Linked DNA regions of Zea mays: region 2 is linked to region 1. Evidence: chromatin contacts called from public Hi-C data. All regions are on one chromosome and are shown on one strand. Each heading gives the region's core, a stretch centred on a gene start, on an enhancer-like site or on the middle of the called end of the contact. The rest is flanking DNA. Distances are from core to core; before and after follow the strand shown. Region 1 holds the start of LOC100193631. Region 2 holds the start of LOC100273669.

The links. Hi-C and Micro-C count contacts between places; a contact is called where the count stands out from the background.
Region 2: a Hi-C map of endosperm shows a contact between it and region 1, with 3 times the contacts expected there. The contact joins the promoter of LOC100273669 here to the promoter of LOC100193631 in region 1. A contact is called at or near these places in 9 of 25 Hi-C or Micro-C datasets (bundle sheath, ear, endosperm and 4 more).

The regions. Positions count from the first base shown.
Region 1 is chr6:93,622,576-93,628,954 of Zm-B73-REFERENCE-NAM-5.0, forward strand. LOC100193631 reads left to right here and starts at 2,460. Exons shown (of 10, transcript NM_001138730.1): 1 at 2,460-2,963; 2 at 3,179-3,271; 3 at 4,158-4,251; 4 at 4,359-4,396; 5 at 4,610-4,698; 6 at 4,890-4,969; 7 at 5,461-5,517; 8 at 5,617-5,709; 9 at 5,783-5,857. The coding sequence starts at 2,890.
Region 2 is chr6:93,770,720-93,777,098 of Zm-B73-REFERENCE-NAM-5.0, forward strand. LOC100273669 reads right to left here and starts at 2,899. Exons shown (of 5, transcript NM_001360289.1): 1 at 2,551-2,899; 2 at 2,150-2,450; 3 at 1,531-1,689. The coding sequence starts at 2,751.

The sequences.
Region 1 (6,379 bases), core at 1,210-3,709:
AGAATTCAAGCAATAATAAAATATTCTGCTTCAACGGTAAAACTCACAATCTAGATTTTAGAGCAGTCCACTAAGGTGTAGTATATATTTGAGTCACTTGAAAGAGTGTCCTGTAATTTTTTGACCAAAATTTATAAAATAAGCCACTGTTAGAGTAATTTTTTCTACGAAGAGCCCTATATTTCTATTTAAGGCACGAGTTTGAGGCATTGTTGAAGATGCTCTATAGCATATTGGTAACCCCTAAGTTAGTTAACAATTAGTTAGGCATGTACAACCTAGAGCCTCTTGATCGGTTTTCTATGCACAAGAGACACTTAAGAAACTGCATCATACAATGGGGTGTCTTTGAAAGCAGTCATATCATAAATGTTATCAAGAGACACTACCCTGTTTATTTCAGCTTTTTGCAGCTTCTAGCCACCAAAAGCTGCTACGGACTGCCAAACGCTCAGCTTTTCAGCCAACTTCTATAAAATTTGTTTGGGTAAAAACCATTCAAACTTAACATAAACACATAATCGGTTGAGTCGTTGCAATAGTAGGAATCCGTCACTTTCTAGATCCTAAGCCCTATAGACACATTTATCTTCCTCCAAACTTAATCCTAATGATACTCAGATTCTCTACACAGCCAGATTATCCCCAACGCCAGATTCTCAGAAAAGCTGGTCAGAAAAAAGCTAAACCAAAGTGTGTAGAGTGGGTCTCTTCCCAAAGAGCTCGTCTCTTGTATTTTTTACATTTAACTCCCTAGCGACCCTTCAAGAGACGTAGTATTAAATGGGGTTGTACATGCCCTTAGAAATTAGAAATGTTTGAACTTCTATAACTAATTTTAGTACCTTACTATTAGCTATAGAGATTCCAAACAAGATCTTAGTTTAGGGGATGTTTAGTTTCTGACTAAAATTATGGAGTGTTTGGTTCTCCTGACTAAAGTTTACTATTAGCTTTAGAGGTTCCAAATAGGGTCTTAGTTTATGGGATGTTTGGTTTCTGACTAAGGGCATGTTTAGAACCCGTAGAGCAAATAGTCAGCCAACCAACAAATTATTAGCTGGGTTGAGCTAGCTAATGAACTAATTATTAGTTATGAGGTAGCTAACAATTAGTCGTGGTATTAGCTAGAGGTGTTTTGAACCTCTGTAGCTAATTTTAGCAGCTAACTATTAGCTTTAGGGTTCTAAATAGGGCCTAGTTTGAACTGGCTAATAAACTAATTGTTAGTTGTGAGATAGCTAACAATTAGTTAGAGACGTTTGTAACATCTACAACTAATTTTAGCAACTAACTATTAACTTTAGAGGTTCCCAACATAGCCTATTTTTCGGGGGTGTTTGGTTCCCTTAATAAAATTTACTATTAGCTTTAGATATTTCAAATAGAGTCTTAGTTTAGGAGATGTTTGGTTTCTGACTAAATTGAGTATGTCGGATGTTTACATGCCAGTTATAAGTATTAAATTAATACATAGTCTAATTACAAAACTAATTGTATAAATAAAGAATAATGACAAGAGAAACTTATTAAACATAATTAGTCCATGATTTGGTCATGTAACGATAAAGTAAATATTTGCAAATTATGGATTACTAGTTTAATTAATAGAGTAGGCTATTTGATTTTGAATTTGACATCCTATCATTATTTCACGAAGGTTAAATATAAATCTATCTCAAATGCATAAGGTAAGAGATATAAATTGATTTTATATACCATCAGACTGTATTTATACTGTATAATTTATAGCATGCTCTTTGACTCATTCTCTCATGATAGAAATGTACCATATACATATCTCTCACACATGGTCAATAATAATACATAAATATATTCCACATAAAATTATAAACTTAATTAATCTGTGTTTTAATTATAATTATAAGAATGGAATCCAATTTAAAGAATCTAAAAGGGGCCTAGATGATTCTGTTATAGCTTATAGAATATAAAATTTTATCTAAATGATTATGACTAGTTTGAAAATTAAAATCATCTTCATAATTAGAGAAGATTAAATGATAAGTTATTTTATTTTTATGAGGCGCTCTAATTTTAAAGAGGTTTTACGTTTCCAAACTAGTGTAAAAACTAGTGTAAAGAAGCATACATAGGATATTTGGTCCTATACCTAAGGTGCTATAAATTGCCACATAATTTTATACCACTTGTCTAAGGTGGTTTACACGCTTAAATTTTGTGATATAGTTTGCCACGTCTAAGAGAATTTTGTCACACTTTTACGAGTTATTGACGAGTGGAATGAAGGAATTTTTTTGCTATAACTGTACTTCAAATTAACATATACATAATTTAGTCAAACTTCTCTAATTTTAGACGTGATAAATTGTAGCATGTAAGACATCAAACCAAACAGCAAACAGCCGTGGAGACCACCGAGATGCTTCAAGCTTCAAGTATCACTCACTCACTCCTGCCGTCACCCCTAGCTGCATCGGATGGCGATCGTACGGACAGGATACCACGACGAACGGAACCTACGCCGGCTGCGAACGCGAATCTGAATACAACGAGGTAGATCCTCCTCCGTAAAGCGAAAGCAAAAACCAACCAAACAAGCTAGCTAGAGCTAGCCAAGCCGCGGCGTGCCTCCGCTCCGGCCGGCCCGCCCCTGTCAGAGCCCCCACCGCCGCTGCCACCTCCGCCAGCCGTCACCCCAGGCGTTGGATCGGGGCCCTCTCGATCCGCGCCCGGCGAATCCAGACGGACCCGCATTGGGGTTGGGGCCCCTTCGATCCGGCGCTTGGTGGGGGTTTGGCTGGGAGCTCCAGGCTGAGGGGACGGGGCGGGGGGACCTGATCCTTCATTCCGTTCGGATTTCGCTTTTCCCCCGTGGGGTCTCGACTGCCGGAGGGGGAGGAGGACATGGATTTGGCGTCGGTCAACGAGGAGCTGGCCGAGATCGACGGGCAGATCGGCGATATCCTCCGCGTATTGCAGTAAGCTCGCATCACATTCGGCTTGCTGCGACTTAGGTTGCTTGTAGCTTGCTTGCGTCGCCCACGCATGGTCGCCAGATATCTCAACTTTCTTGCTGCGGTTTTGCTAGCGGAGCGCTAGTTGGATTTGGACTTTGGAGACCAGACCAGATTGTTGACCTCTGGTAGCACATAGGATGCGATCGACTGACGCTTCCCGCTTGATTTGTCTGCAGAAATGGGTTCCAGAAGCTGGAGAAGATCAAGGATGCCAACCGCCGCAGCAGGCAGCTTGAAGAGCTTACTGATAAGATGCGAGACTGCAAGAGGTTGCTCAATGTCTTATTCTCTTCCATTCCCTCTCAGCACTACTATATATAGCTTTTAGCATCGCCCCCTTCATAAAACAGAGATGGCCGTAAGGCTAAACGCAGGTAATGCTGATGGAATGAGTATATAAGTTGCATTGTGGTGCTGGTGTGCTTACCTCACACTAAGTGCCTGTTTGGGAGGGCTCCCAAACTTGCTCCGGCTCCGGCTCTTGGAGGAGCCCTCCCAAACGGTTTCAAAAAAATAGCTCCCAACAAAGAGCACCGTGGAGCTGGAGACATTTTTATAAAAAGGAGCCGGAGCAAAAAAAAATGGCTCCTAGCGGCTCCTCCTCTCACTCCCCTCCTCTCGCGTCAAGAGGAGCCGTTTTGCCAAACGATTTGTTAAAAAAACACTGGCTCCTATAGAGATGTTGTTCTTGAAGAGAAGCCAGAGCCGAAGTCATTTTTAGAGGAGCCGGAGCCATGCCAAAAGGGGCCTAAAACCGCTATAAGTTTGCTCCAAACAAGCTGTTTCTGTATCTCTTGACAAATATACTGCACTAGGTAGGGGTGGAGGACTTGGGTGGTCAGCTGCACAAGCCTTTAACTAGGCAATCTGACTTCAAATCCCCATGATGCCACTCCCGCTAGGATTTTTTTTGGTGGTAGGCATCGGTCAGGCATATCAAAGTGAGAACCTGGTCCCCAAGCATTCTCATTATGTGGGGGGCTAACCTAACCTCTGTCCGGCTGTGTATACCTTGTTCCACTATTTCTGCTGTTCATGACTATTGCAATCTCCGTACTTAGAATCACACTAATGGGGCCAAACTTTTTAAGAAAAATGGTGAGTTATATGAGTAATTTTGTCAAAGCTGATTCTTTTTATGTGATTATTATCCAGACTCATCAAAGACTTCGAGCGAGTTAGCAAAGCTGAGGCTGAGCATACTGATCCAGCAACAGCAAAAATGTTGCATGACAGAAAGCAGTCGATGGTACTATTGCCAAAACTGATTGCATGATAGATGTCATATGCGTGAATGGTTGCACTTACCTTTTCTGGTTCAACAGGTTTCGCTAAACTAGAGTTTCTTGTTTGCAGATCAAAGAATTAAACTCCTACGTTGCTCTAAAGAAACAGTGAGTTTTGACCTGTCTCAGTACAGTACATTCTCACAAGTCACAATATATCCAACTTCAGTTTATGCATTGCATGATTGCATCCATAACAAATTAAGCGTGTGCTACTAATTTCTGCATCAGAATTACTTTTCTCATAAACTGCGATGAATCCATCGTTAGTTTTTTTGTAACATATCATGTTACTTACTGCAAATATCACTTGGCCTGCAGGCAGGCAAGTGAAAACAAGAGAATCGATCTTTTTGATGGGCCAAGTGCTGAAGATGGCTTTGGTGAAGAAAATGTCCTGTTAGCATCAAGTAAGTGGCGACATCACATCCCCTACAAGTTTGCTAATGTGAATATGTGATAGCTCTTTCAGGTTTGAAAGCTAGGAATATGTTAGGCAAACTTATTTTCTTTTAATTGTTATGTTTATCTATTGAAACCTTTGCAAGAAACAAGCCTCTTATACAGCTCTTCAGATAACTGAGCAGTTCCTTTTTCTTAGATATGACAAACCAGCAGTTAATGGATCAAGGCAATCAACTAATGGATGAAACTGATCAAGCTATTGCACGATCTAAGCAGGTTAATACTTATTTATGACCTGCATGTGAGCTTATAGCATCATTTTCCTAGGAACAGCTGTTGATCTTGTTTAACAAGTTGAAAATCTGTGCTCACAAAGAGATTTTTTGCATCACACATTCAGGATCTTTGTTTATTTATCATTATGCTTCTAAGATGCTGACATTGCCGTGTCCCTCTTCATCTTCATCTTCTCTTTTCCCTTTTTCCCTTTTTTTCGGTTGAAGATGAGGAATATTTTTTGGCCACAGCTGTTTGGCATAGATATAAATAAGTTACCCTCCCCCCCTCCCTCAAGTTTTGATGCTTTGTGCCAATTTCATACTTGAATCCACTACTGAAGTTCTCAATATTCCTCAATGATTCTAACTTCTATGAAACAATTTGTTGTGGACTCTCAAGTCTTCCACAAATTTGCTGTGCTTATGCTCTCTCAGTGGCAGTGTATTCACGCTTGATTGCTTGATGCTGATCTGTTGTCTATTTTGTAGACTGTCCAAGAAACCGTCAATGTGGGCACAGAAACTGCAGCTGCTCTGAAAGCACAGGTACGTTTCTTTTCTTATTTCCAGAAGGAATCCATTGCTTTATTATGTTGTCCAATCAGGAAAGCTAAAGGCAATTTTGGGCTATTCCTTCTTCATCAGACAGAACAAATGAGCAGAGTTGTTAATGAGTTGGATTCCATCCATTTCTCCATCAAAAAGGCATCTCAATTGGTGAAAGAAATCGGTCGACAGGTAAATTCATCTAATAGTTTCTTTACTTCATTAGCCAACTATGTTCTTATCTATTATCAATTTTTTTAAATAGGTTGCAACTGATCGATGCATCATGGCCATGCTTTTTCTCATTGTTGCTGGAGTCATAGCTATAATAATTGTTAAGGTGAGTGCTTACCTTCTTCAGATATTTTCTTTCACAACTACTATTACTTAGGCGTATATCATCCATGATCTATCCAATTTTGTGTTGTGATTCAGTTAAAATGGCTTGGAAATCATACACTTAGCCCCTTTTACATGATCTTACCACTCCGTCGTTTTTGGCCTTTGGGTTTGATGTGAAGTTTACTGAACTGTGGAAAATGAATTCGTCCTCAAAGGGCACCTTGTTCTTGTGGGAGATGAAGTTGGCAAAATAGTAGCTCATAGTTGTTGTCACCACTTTGCCCTGACTGAAATATTAACACACTAGTTAAGAAATTTAGAGATAACAGGGCTAGAGTGTCAAACCATCCAACCATTCGTGCACCAGCACTCATTTACTGCTCAAACCGCTTCCAGCACCTTTCTTTCTTTCTTTCTTCTTTGTGGATAAAAATCATGTATACACTAGTTCAGGAACCTTATTTCAAAATAGAAGAGAAGAAGAAAAAGGGACCTTATACACCACAAGTGAGAGATATGC
Region 2 (6,379 bases), core at 1,649-4,148, 150 kb after region 1:
GCACCCACTAGGATTCAAACTCAGGACCTAAGGTGTGTTACTCAGACCACCTAACCAACTCAGCTAGAGGCCCTTTCGCTCAACCAACCAAGGAAAATATAGCTAAACTAAAATGTGATAACCAGATCATAGTTGTTAAGGCGATAAGGCGAGGTAAGGCGACCGGCCCCCTTTTTAACTTTTAAGCGTTAAAGCGTAAGGCGAGGTGACGCCTTATAAATATAGTTAAGAATAGAAAATTATTGATATTTGAGAAAGTGTGTAGGACAAAAATACTAATAAAGAAGAGAAAAATGATAAAGAAAAGGAAAATAATAGTCTAACCAGTCCAAATCAGCCCACTTGGCCCATTAAAATTAGGTTACCCACTTATTCACTCACTCCCAGCCGCACCCATCTTCCCTCTCTCAGCACTCTCTCTCTCCCCCCCCCCCCCCCCCCCCACTTCTCCCTCTCTCCCAGCCGCTTTTCCCTCTCTCCCAGCTGCCACAGAGGTGAGGAGGTCAGGGGACCTCACTGTCGCAGCTGGAGCTCGCGGCCGAGGAGGGGAGCGGCCATCGTCGCCGCTGCTGATGGCACTCTACAGGGACACGGTTTCAAATCACGTGCTCAGGTCAGGATCCAACCCTACATCACTCCAAGGCGTCCTCATAGCGTCGCCTTAGAACTCTCCAAGGCGCCGGGGCGATGCCCTACTGTCCAAAGTGGACGCCTTAGGCTCCGTGATAAGGTGACCAGGACGCCTTCACACGCCTTAGCGCTTAGGCGTCGCCTTAGCGCTTAGGCGTCGCCTAAGCGACACCTTAACAACTATGAACCAGATAACCAACCAGTGAACACTTGTAATCAGATCACTAGCCTGTCCCAGGAGGAAAATCATCATAGTAACCAACCAGTAACCACTAATGTCAAGGCTGCAAGAATCTCCATACAGATATACAACAGAAGTCATGATATTACATAAACATTACACATCTATGAATATAGCTAGCATTATAAATTAGCTCAAATATAACAAATAAGGAACACAAACTAAGCAGAACAGTGTTGTAAAGGGGTTTGTTAAAAGCAATGGAACGTATGTACAGTGTAGGGATTATTATTCCACAAGGCTTAAAGCACACGTCTGTATCTATAGGCTTGAATCATGGGAGAGAAATGAAACAGGTGGCTGCTGTGGGATTATTATATTGATTCAAAGCACAAATCTATATCTGTTAGCTTAAGTCTCTGGAGTATGGAATGTCTTATATAACAAAAATAGGGAAAATGCATCTTATTCTAGAACCTGGAAAATGGGGCCAAAAAAATAGCGAATGGTGTTGACAATCAAGATTTATTTATGCTAATAATGTTGTCCTATAAAGGGTGCTTAATTGAAGTAGGGTTATGCTGTTTGCGTGCCCAGAAAGAATTAGCACACAACTATACCATTTCTGTAAGCAATGCTTCACAAGTTCACATCATTGTCGACAAATGTAAGTTGTACATCAACTTTCATGGCAGCAGGCAAAGTATAAAAGGACTCACGATCAGTGGTGAAGCCATCCCAGAGGGACATGAACTCTGTCTTCATATTAGTCATGGCTTCATGATCAGTTGTCCGTCGCTGCCCCAAGAAACTATCAACCTCGTCAATGAAGATAATAGCAGGCTGGAGCTTGTGAGCGAGACTAAATACAGCAGACACTGCCACAGCAATAGCACACTAACATCAGCGTATAGCGTAGACACACATAAAAAAACAATACAGATGACATCAATTCTAATTCTAAAGTAGTAGATATGTGGACAGTTAAATTAGCAATGCAAATAACTGCATTACAGCTGCTGCTGCAACAGCACTAGTAACATATATAAACATAAAAGAAGAAACTTCTATGAAGGGTATGGATTCAAAATCAGCAGATTTCTACAGCATCCTGACACAAAAAAACAATGCAATTGTCATCGTCTCTAGAGCAAATAAGTTTCCAGTGGGCAGCTGCTGCCACAACAAGAGTAACATATAAACATTGGTTGATCGGTGCGTGGCATACAGACACAAGAAAAAGAAGAATATGGCAAAAGACTACTATAATAGCAATAGGTATGGATTCAAAACCGGTGGATAGCTGGATATCCAGTGGACTAGAGTATAATTGCTCACCGAGCTTCTGCGCGTCCCCGAACCACTTGCTCATGAGATTGGAGATCCTGACATTGATGAAGACGGCACCGGACTCCCTGGCAATGGCCTTGGCGAGCATGGTCTTTCCTGTGCCGGGCGGGCCATAGAGAAGGACGCCCTTCTGGGGGCTGAGGAGCTTGCCGGAGGCGAAGAGCTCAGGGCGGCGCAGGGGCAGGATGACGAGCTCGTAGAGCGCTTGCTTGACCTTGTCGAGGCCGCCGATGGAATCGAATTCGACGTCGATGCTGTCGGGGTTGATGACGTCGCACGCAATCACGTCCTGTCGGTGAGCGAGACGCCAGCGGAGGATTGAGTCGGAGTGAAGTGAACCCTAGATGGGGATTGGGGAGGCGGATACGGATACGGGTGGAGGGACGGACCTCATAGGGCGTGGTGGAGACGAGGGGCCGGCCGAGGCGCTTGGCGATCTCCTTCTTCTGCTGCTGCGCCTTCTGAGAGGCGGCGCGGTTGGGATCGAGGTGGCGAAGGCCGGCCAAGAGGACGAGGCAGCTGAGCGCGGCGCTGGCGGCGTACAGCACGAGGTTCTGCACGGAACGCGACGACGGCTCCGACGACCCCATCGCCCACCCCGAGGGAACACGGTGACAGTCAACTCTGTCTGGCTTGCGGCGGAAGAAACGAATAAGGACGGAGGAGGTGGGTGAACTGGATTCGAGGTGGCGGCGGAGCGCCGAGCGAGGCAGGGGATTGGATTCCGCTGACTGCTTGTGCTTTGGACTGTAGATGTGCAAAAAGGCCGGTCCTCCAGAGCGGCCCGTGGCCGTGGCACCGATGCGAATTTGGTCCATCACGAATAGGACCCGGCTCATTCCTATATATTAAACCAGGGACCCTAGCTTGCAAACTAGGTAGGCCACGTCATTCAGAATTCCTTTACCGTCCGATCGCTTCTCTATGATGCAAATCCTGCCATCCAGTTGTTGTTCACTGCTCCGTCTTATTTGCCTGCCCGACAGAGGCTGGCTGGTAGCGCCTCAAACGCGATCCTTCGTCTGCCGTCTTGGGAGCCTCGCGTTCTCTAGAATAAGTCAACTGGCGCGCGCCAGCGCGCGCGTTTAGCTTGTTGACCATTAGCATTGTGCTGGTTGCCTGGTTCGGCCTAATCATCGTATCGTGTATAGAGGCTACTAAAAATTTGTTCCTCAAAACTTGTCATTGTGGGTTGTTGAACTTTTTTCCCTAAACAAAACTAAGCACACAGCAGACTGCTAAAATAACAAATCCCCAAAATGTTTGAAACAACCACGTTGCCCACGCTGACCTAATTGGCCACAGCATCCTGATGTTCCCTCTGCTGCGTTGCCATCTTATTGGACTCACTGTGTAGATCTCCTTGCAATCTCAAGACAAACTCCAATAATGCAGCTTCAGTTCGTGTGCCTAGTGTTGGCGCCTTTTTGAACCAAACACTAACGATTTATAGGTCGTCCTTGTAGTGAGTTCGGACCATAGGGATGATCACTAGGTTTTGCCCACAGAGAGTCAAGGCCTTAGGGAGCGAGATAGTAAATAAGACGCAAGACAATTAACACTATCTTGAATGTGGTCTTGAAAAGAAATCTTAGAGCTAATGGGATGATTACTTGATGTACCTAAAAAGGTTATCCTGAAGGTGGGACAAACCTCTATGATGGTCACCACCTATTTGGTACCAAACAACAACGAACCCCAATGTCTTCTCGTGATGAGCAATACCTTGGGTTCGGCTCCGCGAGATGAATGGTGGTGGCGGTCCACGATGGATCGCCGGGTCGCCTGGCGGTGCTCGATGCGGTGGCGCAGACGATCCACGGCTCTGGGCCGGACGATCCACGACCTGGCGACAGGAGCGACGCCTTCCCTGCGCGTTGTCCGGACGATCCACGCTCTGGGCCGGACGGTCCGCGATGGCGCAGGTTCGTCTTCTTCTCCTCGTAGGACCTAGATCCCGCTCCCGGGGGAGAGACCTTAGGGTGTTTCGGGTCAGCAGGTCACCCGAGGCATCTCCAGACAACGTAGAGTCGCCTAGAAATTAATAGATCAATTCAAGTAAAAGATCTTGAGTGAAGTAGACGAAGTAGATCTTGCCCCTCACAAGGGGTAAGATCCTAGGGCCATCCTGGGGTCAGCAGGCCACCCCAGAACGGATCTAGACGACGTAGAGTCGAATAGGGGTGGAGGTGAAAATGCGGAAAGCTACAACTAAAGCTACGTTACATCTACTCCTAGGTCGGCAAAAGTAAATAAAGTAATTGGTTCGATTGAAATGTGTTCGAGGGGTTCTCAATCGGTCGTACCCCTTTATATTTATAGGGGAGGAGGTCTGGACATGTTCCTAGGCGATAACCAACAATGCCACGTGATTAGATGGATAACCACACATGAGATAAGGATAATCACCTGAGTTAATCTGATCGCAGGGCACGCGGACTGTCCCGGCCCAAGGCCCGGATCGTCCGCCACTTTTGGTGCTCAATGTATGCCCCTGCCTTTTGGTGGAGCTTGACGAACCAAAAGCACCAGCGCACTTCGGAAATAATAGATCTCATGAGTTATTTTGTTCCCGAAGTAAAGACTCAGCTCGATGTAAATCATCGACTCTTGTGATCAGATAATATAAATATTTGATGCATAGTGGCCATTTCGGATTGCATCTTCTTCTGCCATGTCTGCCTAATCAACATGTCAATAGACAAAACTTGTGGTGCCCCCAACCCGAATAAGCAAATAGATTGGGCCAGTAACATAAATTCATCATTGTACCACCCCATACTTGAGTAGGACAACACATTGATGACGAATAACTGAAAAGCACCATGACATCCCTAGAGGAGGATGACCAGGCAATCTTGGTTGTACCACTTTTGGGGCCAGTTTAGTCGGCTTTTGCTTTCGCACAGATCACCCTTTTGACTTTGTTCGTTTTAGTGGCCGATCGTGTGAAACGACCTTCTTCATATATTTAGCAAGCAATTGACTAAAAGTAGGGCCGACTCTGATGAGCTAGCCAAACGCCCTGCAATTGTTTTGCTCACTAGTACTTATCTTAGGACGTTGTAGTCTGACGGTATATGATCGCTGCTACTTCTGGATGTCCATGGATTGTCCAGCCTTCATGGTCGAACTATCCACGCCTGCCTTGGACCGTTCAGCATATGTAGGATAGGTGACCATGATTGGGTATTTGATCATGCTTGCCCCCCCCCCCCCCCCCCGAGCGTCCATCCTACCCTTTAGATGGGGACATAAACTTAGCACGATGATTAGAAATTATTCATCGGCCATATCAGACACTGAGAGCAAAAATGTTTGTTGAACTATAGAGCTTGCTCACATGGAATAACACATAATAGCCAACTCAATGATGCATAAGTTCGAGTATTGGTTGTACTAATAAATGAATCATTTACTTGAAACTATTCGGCAATACTGACTATGTAGTTTGCAATTAAACAATAATCGAATAGTGATAAGCAAATATTATAAGTGTAGGAAACCGGTGACGCCTAAGAGGGGGGTGAATTAGGACTTCTAAAACTTTTACTAAACTAGGCCATAATTAAATCCCTAGAGCAAAACCTATGCAAATAATCAAACTAGAAAGTGCAAACTAGGTTTTGTCTAAGTGTTGCTATCTCTACCGCAAAAAGGCTAAGTTTCAATCTACACTAAATAAGTATGAATACAAGATTGAAACTTAAATGCTTAATATAAATGCGGAAACTTAAAGAGCAAAGTAGAGAAGCAAACTCTCGTGGATGACGCCGGTATTTTTACCGAGGTATCCGGAACCACGCAAGGTCCCGACTAATCCTCGTTGGTGCCCCTACGCAAAGGGAAGCCCATGTGAGGGCCAAGCACCACGGTCGAGTAACTCCATAGAGGGTCGCGGGCCTTCTCCACGCGCAAGTGGTGCACCGCTTTCGGCTCCTCTCGGACGCTCCCCGCCGTCTCCACTATCGAGCTTCCGGCCGAAACGCCGCGGGCCTCGTTCCCTCCGGTACACGGTGGCGGTCGTGACACAAACGTGGTTGTCACGGTCTCGCAAGACTCACGCCCCACTCGGTACAATTACAACAACTCACGCAAGAGCCGAGGGGTTGTGTGGTTTTACAAAACTCACTCAACTAACTAGGGTTAACCTAGAGCAAGCGCTAAAGCGGTCTAACTAACCTAAGCACTTCGCAAAGCACCTACGCTAATCACCGA